Regions from separate parts of the Mus musculus genome. Here region 1 is linked to region 2. Evidence: chromatin contacts called from public promoter capture Hi-C data. All regions are on one chromosome and are shown on one strand. Each heading gives the region's core, a stretch centred on a gene start, on an enhancer-like site or on the middle of the called end of the contact. The rest is flanking DNA. Distances are from core to core; before and after follow the strand shown. Region 1 holds the start of Zfp280d (zinc finger protein 280D). Region 2 overlaps Tcf12 (transcription factor 12).

The links. Promoter capture Hi-C pulls out the DNA fragments that hold promoters and counts their contacts.
Region 1: a contact with region 2 is called in a promoter capture Hi-C map of the HPC-7 cell line. The contact joins the promoter of Zfp280d here to the enhancer-like site in region 2. A contact is called at or near these places in 2 of 39 promoter capture datasets (the HPC-7 cell line, HPC-7-derived erythroid cells and neural stem cells), 2 of 115 datasets of contacts at active chromatin or transcription factors (acute myeloid leukemia and embryonic midbrain) and 2 of 9 other capture datasets (adipose tissue and liver).

Annotation. Positions count from the first base shown.
Region 1 is chr9:72,272,605-72,277,427 of GRCm38.p6, reverse strand. It overlaps Zfp280d (zinc finger protein 280D), which reads right to left and starts at 2,540. Exons shown (of 22, transcript NM_146224.5): 1 at 2,399-2,540.
Region 2 is chr9:72,034,171-72,039,025 of GRCm38.p6, reverse strand. All of the region lies in intron 3 of Tcf12 (transcription factor 12), which reads left to right. Among named protein-coding and RNA genes, the nearest start is that of Tcf12, 75 kb to the left of the region's middle. Within about 2 kb of position 1,290, at least 20 of the 459 cell types and tissues checked have an H3K27ac peak or open chromatin away from gene starts, as enhancers often do. A contact at or near this core is called in the HPC-7 cell line, where this site is marked.

The DNA of each region.
Region 1 (4,823 bases), core at 1,291-3,790, 240 kb before region 2:
ATTTGTATAGTTATAAATTATCTAGTAAATAAAACAGGTGTTATTCTTTTACTCTTTTTTTCTACAAATATAATGTTGAGAAGAAAAACACTGAAGGAATGACATAATAGGCTTAAACCTGTGAGATATTGAGATTTACAATTCAACTACCTTATGGCTCACTACTGCTACAAAAGTCCAAATTTTCAAAGGCAGGTTTTCCAAGTTTCCAACTGTTCTCCAGGCCTTACCAAGGGATAGACAATTCCAAAGGTTTTTGTTGCTTTTGTTTGAGACAAGGTTTCACTATACCACCCTGCTGGCTTAGTCTACATAGGAGGATCCACTTGCCTCAGCCTCCCAGAGTGTTGGGATTAAAAACATGCCCCACCAGACTGGCCAATTACAAATTGATTAAACTGAGCATATTCTAGTCTCCAAAACTGCTCCTTTTCTTCCTAACTCCAGTCATTCCTAGAATGGATTCTATTTTACCAGAGATGAAGGTGAATTCATACTAAGCACTAAAACTATGCCAGACTACATGCTAATTGCAAAAGGAACAGTTTCAATAGTCAACATTTTAACTGAGACTAAAGCTAGAATTACTAATCATATACTGTCTCCCCACTTTTTATAATATGAAGTGTTCCAGATGATTTATGAAATATTGTAAAAAAATAATTAAGCCTGAATGTATTCAAGTTTTTTAGCCCTAACTTTATGTACTAAATGCATTTTAGCAAATATTTTTCTTGGGTGTGACCATGGTATTCTGTTACGGTAGTATAGAGAAAGTGGCCTTTATCTTTTCTTTATTGATATACATATCCAGTACTTAGGGGTGAACTGTAACGTCTTTAGCAATCATTCACATATTCAGCAGACTGAGACAAAGCAAATGTGACAAAATGTTTACAAATATTCACACTAGGTGGTAGGCATCTGAACATGCTATATTCAACTCCCCAGTGTGCTTGGAAAGAACATGACCACTAATAACATCTAAAGATAACAAATGATCCAGAAATTAGAGTCTAATGGCAAACGGAGTTTCTCAAATGTGGAGGCCTGTGCCTCCTCACCTATTCTCAGGAACCTCACTGCAGTGAAAATGGGACATAAAATACTGAGGTGAGCTGAATGAGGAGTCCTAAAACTTAAGGTTCCGTAATGGCCCCGGTAGCCAAGCGTTCTCATCGTCATTTCTGAGGCTGACCTTCAAAACTGCTCTGCCAACAAAAACGTCTCCGAAAGTAGCCCAAGGTAAACATTGACACCAATGACAGATACAACCACTCAAACTCAAGGATGGCTTTAGTGCAGATGGTGGACCATCAAAAAGCACAAGGTCCTCCAACCCGGTCCCTTCACCCTATCAGTTACATCCAAACAACTTGAGTTGGTACAGTCATCTCTCAAAACAAGATAGCACACAGATGCCAAGGGAAGGGTTTTGTACCTTCAAACTCTTACTTCCATCGTGTGAATTTATGGTTAAGGGCACTAAAAGACGTCCAAGTATTTAGATGATTCAGTCCAAACTTGAAAATAAAGCCAAATGTTTAAGTATGGCGGACTATTTAAAAAAAAAATTTTTTTTCTTCGTGAAGCCAAAAGTCTCCATGCTCGCAGCAGGTTAACGTCCATTTTTTTCCTAGCATATTTCTTTCCTAACGGGTTACAAATGCAGGTTGGTCGTGAAAACACCATCTTCTTGCGCAGGCTAAAACCTCAGCGCGACCACTCGTTTGTGGTTTATTAAGTGAAACCTGCAACGCACAGCTGGAAAATCTGTCAGGCTCGGTTCTCCTCAAAGCCCTCCTCTGGTAGACAATAGCGGGGCTATGGCAGAGTGGGGACATTCCTTTGACAAGAAAGGTGGCTAGATAGGAGCGGTCGTCTAGCACAAGGTAAGGCCTCTGTGGCTGTTATGGCGAACGCCAGTGGGGTTCTGCTCTTGCGTGAAGAGTCGAGTGGGTTGGGTTGTGAGCTCGGGTCTCCGCCACACACACACACACACACACACACACACACACACACACCCGCGGACAAGGTACAAAGGACCGAGGGGAGTCGTCCCCCGAGAGCACAGCCGGGCTGAGAAAGCGATGGGAGGATCTGCGCGGTGGCGAGGCGACGAGGCGAGGCGACGGCTGGGCGGCCCTGTACTGTGGGCCGCCGCGCCGCCGGCCGCCTCGCCTCGTCGCGCCGGGAACCCTCCCGCGCCAGGCCCGGCAAGATGGCGGGCCCGGCCCCATGCGCAGCCGGCCCCTGCCCTGCCCGGCCCGGGCGCTCTCGCCGACGCGCCGCGGCCCGAGACCCCCACCCTGCGCCCCCGGAGTGCGGCGGCGCGGCCGCGCGGGAGGGCCTTCGCGGGCGGGCGGGCGGGCGGCCGCGCGGGGCGGGGGACGCTTACCGTGAGCGGAGCGGCTCGGCCTGACTGGAGCCCTGAGGAGGAGGAGAAAGAGGAGGAGGCGAGGGAGGAGCGCGGGCTGTGTACGCCGAGGCCGCTCCGGCTCCCATCGCGGAGCGGGGCTGCTGGGCGCCGTGAGGGGGGAGGGGGCTGTCGCGAGCCAGGGCGCAGTGCCTCATGGGTAGGCTCCGGGTTGGCCTCGCGCGTCCGCGCTCCCAGTCTTCCCGCCAACGCGGGAGGCGAGCGCGGCCATATGCGCCGTGCTGCGGACCTCGAAGGCCCGGGCCGGCCGGGCCCTAGCAGCCGGCGAGGACACGCGGGGACCGGGCTGAGCTAGGCCGTGGCGCTCATGGCCGCCTCAGGCCTAGAATTTGTAGGCACTCAGCAGTGAGTTCCATCCTTCTCCGTGTGCGAGGGTTAAAGGGCATGGGGAAGGGTGTGAGAGGAAAAGGAGATGAGTTTCCAGGATAGTACCACGTTGTTTTTGGAAAGTACGTTTTTGTTTGGGTATCTTTTTCACTCCTATTGTATGAATAGTAATCCGTAATTGGAGGTGGAAAAAAATGGCCGATGTATTTATAAGAATACTTCATCGTAAGTCGGATCTGTAAGGAAACAGACACCATGTTATGTCCGAAATGTAGATGGACATTTGTGTGTTTGAACGATGTCAGATTTTGTTAAAAAAAAAAAAAAGAAAGGAAGGAAGGAAGAAAGAAAGAGGCAATAAAACGAGGGCTGGAGAGATGTAAAATGAGTAAGAGCCCATGTTGCTTTTCTAGAGTGCCCTAATTTGGTTCGCAGCACCCCATGGTGGCACACAACTACAGTTCAGGGGATCTGATGCCCTCTTCTGGCCTCGGTAGGCACCAGACACTAAAGTGGCACACAGGCATATATACAGACAAAAAAACACAGATACACATAAACTCAAATACTATGAGCTACCTTCTATCAAATAGCCTCAGTGTCTATAGATACCAGGCTCTCGGCGATCAAAGCTTCTTTTATTCCAGTCTTAATTACTAGCTCAATACATTTCATACTTAGAGAATGGGTACAAAAGGTTTAAAGAGACCAGCAGATTTCAGAGGACAAAAGCAGAAAGCTGATACATATATAAAGTGAGTTGCAGATACTAAGGGAAGGGATCTGGGAACCCAATAGGAGGCCAGTGGAGCTAGGGCTGCAGAACAGGACCACAGGGGGCTAGAAGCCAGAGAGGAGCAAGATCCATTAGAAAGACAGAAGGAGGACACTGCAGGTGGGCTAAGCCCAGTATTGTGAATTTAGGATTTGTCTGCCTATCACTTCCTTGAAAGAGACACCAGGTGGTCAGGTGAGAGGTTAGCAATTCAGTCACCATCTCAGTGTTAGGTACCTATATTATTAGTTTTCTAACTGAACTTAGAGAATGAATCCATGTGCATAGAAAGGGGGGTTATTAGAATGACTTATAAGCAACAATGGCTGGCTATGGACAAAAAGTCCAAGAATTCAGTAATTGCTCAATTCAGGTTGGATGTTTCAGTGGGTCTTCAAGATACCCTGGAATTCTAAAGGAGTAGGTAAAGAGGGAGGTGTTGTATCCCTACTTGGTTCTTGATTGTGTCAATAAAAAGGGGGGAAGCCAATTGCTGGACGAAAGAAAAATGGTGGGACTTGCAGGTCCCAGAAGAGAAGGGACACAGGGAGAGAGGAATTTGGACCAGGATTTGGATGGAAAGGGAAGCTGAAGTCATGTAGATCTTGGGACACTTAGAATTATTGTAGCCTCTGCTGCCAGCAAGGACTGAGAAGGTTGTGGGGAGCTGGCTGATAGAATTGGGGCAGGAAATTCTTTACCCAGCTGTTGAGTTATCTGGCTAGCTTTAAAATAATAAAACTGTCTAATGTTTTCTATCCATGTAGCTAAGGTGGACAGGAGAAGAAAGAGGGCAGCCAGGGCAGTTGCTGGTGGAAGTTAGCCTGAGAGGGTTGGGGGAGCAATTGCAGCTCCTGGGAAAAATGACCAGCTGGTCATTGGCAGAGCTGAATGAGACTGGTGGTGGCAGATCACAGAGCTAAACCCAGAGAGGCTGGAGTGCAGGCTGTGACACCAGGCAAGGTTGGTAACAGGTTTTTAAAATTACACGCAACAAGTAGGCTATAAGGCTGAAAAAGTATAACCTAAAAACAAAATTCTAGGCCTTTAGGCCCAGGCTTAAGAATGTGACCTTTGTGACTCAATGCTCCAAGGCATGCTAATCATAAAACAGATAGCAACATTCCTCCACCCACCCACTTCCTGGGTTCAGGAAGCGTTCATTCAAAGAAAGTTGCCTTGACTCTTGCTGGAACCCGCTGTGCAAAGGTGCTATTGTTAGAGGCTCCTAGAAAACTGTCTTGACTTTCCACCACCTCATGACTCTTAACTGGTATTTTTGGT
Region 2 (4,855 bases), core at 41-2,540:
TAGTTGAAATGTCAATTTCCTGAGCTACTTTGCACCATTGATCCAGTATCTTGCTTTTGCTAGTATGTGTTAGTCTTTGGCTATACTTCAGCCGTCCTTTAAAGCACACAACTGCTCTTTTCTGGAAGTGCTTGGATAATTTAAGTGATGCATACTAAAATTGATCACAATTTTGGACTGTTTTCTTGTTGGGATTAAACAAAACACTACCCTGCGAAGGGAAGAATCTTTAGATTTTGCTTTTCTTATGAGTTGATGGCCATTTTTCTTTCTTCATTTTTTCTTTTTGCCACTACAGTTAACCACTGCTTTTTTTGGTGAGGAGAACTCCCTTTGTTGAGTTGAGTTGAAGCTAGTGTATGTTGCCACCTGTGAAGTAAAACCAATGCCTGTGGCTTAACATCAGTTATATGACTTCATGTTTCAGCTTGCTTTCTGTACTTGTGCACAATAGGTTCATAAAGTGTGTTAACTGATTTAACATTGAATAAGAGCCATCTTTATAGGGACTTAAAGGAATATGTATGTAGTTCACATTTTCTCATATATGTTTTTTCAATTAGAAATCATAATGTAATAAATTTGGTAATTTTAGAAGTTCTGTTTTATAGAGCATACGTGACTTTTTTCAAACCACGCAGGTAATGATAGAGCACTGACTTAGTCCAGATCCAGAGCCTCACTCCCAGTCAGTGTCACTTGTGTGACATATGGAGGATTTAATGGTTTATCCAGAGCCTCACTCCCAGGTCAGTGTCACTTGTGTGACATAGGGAGGATTTAATGGTTTTGAATTTCACTCTCTGGTGGCTAAGATTGATACCGGACAACTTCTATGCATTTATTGGCTGTCTGTTATCTTTTTGGGAGGGTTGTCTTCTTCAGACCACTTATGTATCTTTAAATTTAATTTTAGTGAGTTGTAATAGTTTTCTCTTTTCCTTTGTAGTATTTGGGATTAAACCTAGGATTTTGTGCATGCTAGAAAAAAAAGACTCTATCAGTAAGCTTCATCTCCAGTCCAAAGAAATTGATTGCTATAGTTTTCCTAAAAAATTCAAAAACAAGTCCTTTATGTGAGTCTGTGGATTATCTTTTGAGTTTCTTAATTTTCATCGTATCCACTTTGCCCATTTTTCCTTTTATGCCTTATGTTTTTATTATATCTCAGAGAGATCTTTAAGTGAAACAGAGGGAAAAAAGAAATAAGCCACCCCATGTTGTCTCCTTTGTGCAGGAGGACTTTGAGGTTTTTCTTACAATGAGCCATGGGGTCAGGACAGCTGCACATCACCAGCAGCTGGAGTGTGATCAGATATTTAAGAGGATAGTCAATTGTTTTTTCCCTGGACAAAGAGATAGAAGAATTCTGAACATTACCATTTTTCTTAAACTGTTCAGGTTGTAAAGTGTAATGCAGCAAACAGAAAAGTTTGGAAAATGAAGTCCTCTGAAAATATTAAAAGTAGTATAAACTAGCCGGGTGTGGTGGTGTAGAACTGTAGTCCCAGCACCAGGGATCCCGAAACCAGAGATCACAAATTTGAACTACCTAAGTAGTGGGGTGTAGGGGTAGGGCACTAGAAGACTGTGACAATCCAGTGAGGGTGGGTGGAAGGAAGCCAAGTCAGTAGACTGTCATTTTCTTATTATCATGTGAGTCTTGTTAGCAGTTTTGGCTGCTGTAGGAAATTGTTAGGAGCCCTTTCTTTCACTCTCTGATGTTGCACTTTTACTTTGCTGTGCTCTTACATTTTTATGGATAAGTTAACTCAGAGATAGTGTTAGTACTGCCCATTCTCATGAATATGCAATTGATTTCCCGCATGTACAGTTACTTGTATAATATGCATAAATACAGACAGTCACAGACATGTGTGTGCATGCACCCCCCACCCCCAGCTCACACAATGTGGTGTAACTAGATAGGGTAGAAAGCCAGTATTTGTTATTGAATGGGCTTCATTTCTACTGTTACAGATATATATGTGAATACTGAGCTAAATTGTGTAACCTTTTAACAGTTACTACTGTAATTGATATGAAATAAGCCATCCTTAAGAAAGCTTGATGGATTTTTAAGGAAAAAGTTTTAATTAGAATGTGAAATCATCTATAAAAAATGATATGACAGTTAAAAGAAGAAAAAATAAGCAATTTCCTGTTCTGTCCTTATTAAATGACAAATGAGCTGTAAACTCATGACTCCTTTTAGGAGGCTGGGATGGGCGTGGGTCTGGGTCCTTTGCCCTCAGGTCTGGTTTCCAGGATCTTCTGCTTTAGACTTACAGAGATAAATTATCTGATGGAAAAATCTGCTGTTTATCTCTTTATTCTGATGTCATTCCTTTAATTAGGAAAAGACAGTAAAACAGAATTTTATGGAAAAAAAGAAAAGAGACAAGTAGGGGTTTATCTAAGAAAATATATATTTTTAATATTCAAAAATATATTTTTTGTTATTTTTGTTAAGAGACTTAATTTGGGGAGGAGAAAAGGAAAATTATGGAGATCTATATTTTTCTTAATTCTTGTTCAGATGTATTAGTAGACATGGAGTAAATTTTCTATCACCTGCGTGCATGCCATGCGGCAGACACGTGGTGTGGGTTTTTTGGCAACCTTCCTTACCTCCCCCTCCCCCCCCCCCAACCAAGTAAGTTCTTCTCCAAGAGCTGTGGTTTCTGTAATGGGGTACCTTGCCAAATTCTTAAATGTCAGGTCACTATTCCCTTAGCTTTCTGTGCTAACACACAGAACCAGCACTTGACAGACTTTGAAACTTTCAGTGCCATGTTGTCACTAAGATCTAAAAAAAAATTTTTGTTCTTGTTTATCTTTTGTTTTTATTAGTATGATTTCTAGGCAAGCATTGATGGCTGTTTTCTACATCTAGTGCACTAAGTTTAATGCTATTCACCTCTGTAAGTGATGATTTAATCAAGAATTCATTACCACCTAGTGTGTAAATAGAGCTTTGGATGTTTGCAAATGAGTGAACAAATACATATGAATAAGCTTATAGAAAAAGTTCACAGAATACTGCACTTTTTACATCCACAAGTAACTAATTATTTAAAACCAAGAACATACTAAATAGTATGTGTTCTTGTGTAGGTTCAAGAGTTTTAATAGACACAGCCTTGTAAATGTGGCTGCAAGTAGCCTCTCCACAGAAGTCATGACTACAGAGCAGAAGGATGGCTTTTTAATAACTCAATACCTGTGGAGACCCAGAAATGATGTGTAGTTGTTCACCCACATTGCCATAGGTATATGATAACATTTGTGAAAGAAAACCATCATCTAGAAGGAGCCCGTGGATCATTGTAACAGCAAGTGATGCTCATGGGTCTCCCCACCCACTTCTAGAAGAGAAGAACCTAATGCCGAGATAATGTGTAACGTATTCCATTATCACTAGAATGGACCCTTTATATTTACAAGTAAATATTCTGTAGCAGCTTTCATTTAGTTGGGGAATTTTATGAAGTTTCATGCTGTCAAGAATGTTCTCCCTATATAAGATTTAGTATTTTTTTTTTAGTGTTACTTTCATCCTGTAAATACTAAAGAGAATCTCACAGACCCTATGCCCACTTTGTCCCAAATGAACCAATACAGTGTACATTTCTCCCTCTCCCCTTAGATCTATCACATTTGTTACTTCAAGAAAATCCTACATCTTTCTGTTTCTCATTTTGCCTGAGAATCTATTGACATTCATTCTGAGCTGTTGTTTCTGCTGCCTAGATAGTACTGGGTTGCTTCTTCTGATAATTCTTCCTAGTCAAGATCAAACTGTGTTCCCTTTCCTTCATTTTGAAGCCTGAGTCCAGACATAATTTGTGTATCAAATGATCTCCCCTATGAAGTATGCCTGACTTTTCATTACACAGAGAAGTCCTCATTGTTTCAACAAGCCTGTCTTGTTTTAATACAAAATGAGTAGCTCTGACTCTGACTCTGCTTGTACACCCAACTTCTGAACTTTAGTGTGGCTATCTTGTTTTTTTTTTTTTTTTTTTTTTTTGAAAATTATAATGATAAGAGCTATAGGAGGGACAGAGTTTCTTTGACCATTGTCTTAGGGTTTTCATTCCTGTGAAGAGACACTATGACCAAGAATTCTTATGAGGGACAACATTTAATTGGGACTGGCTTAGAGGATCGTTCAGACCATTATCATCACGATAGGAAGGATGGTAACATCCATGCAGACACAGTGCTGGAGAAGGAGCCAAGAGTTCTACATCTGTTCCAAAGGCAAGCAGGAGAAGACTAGCTTCTAGGCAGCCAGGACAGGGTCTTAAAGCCCATGCCCACAGTGACACACTCCTCCAAATAGTGCCACTCCCTGGGCCAAGTATATCCAAACCACAACCATCTTCTTTAAGAAATGTCAGTATCCTCAGCATTTCTTCCTCTTTTCCACTTTATGGTTTGAGAGGCAATAGAAAAGAGGTCTTTCTTGTTTCAAAGGCACTTAAAATATGTCTCAAACTGAAGTCATCATCTTTACCTCATTCATAGTACGACAGGGATATCTTACATCCTTGCTGCTCTCCTTAGCGGTCGTCTCTGTTAGTTAACACTTAGTTCTTGAGGTTTCCACATTAAGGAATTCTCTAGACTGTCTTTGTAGTGATGGCCACTGGTCTTCCTAACATAGCCTTCTGATTTGAAAGTAAAACTAGAGGAAGGCTGATCTTGGGTTATGACCGTTCTGGTCCTCGAGTCAATTCCTTGAAGAGATTTATTTGGCCTAGTTTCAGCATAAAATCTATTATTTGGTATGATGAAGACTTCTGTGTTGAATGTCTAGCAGAAGTCATTGTTGGCTTTGAAGCCAGCT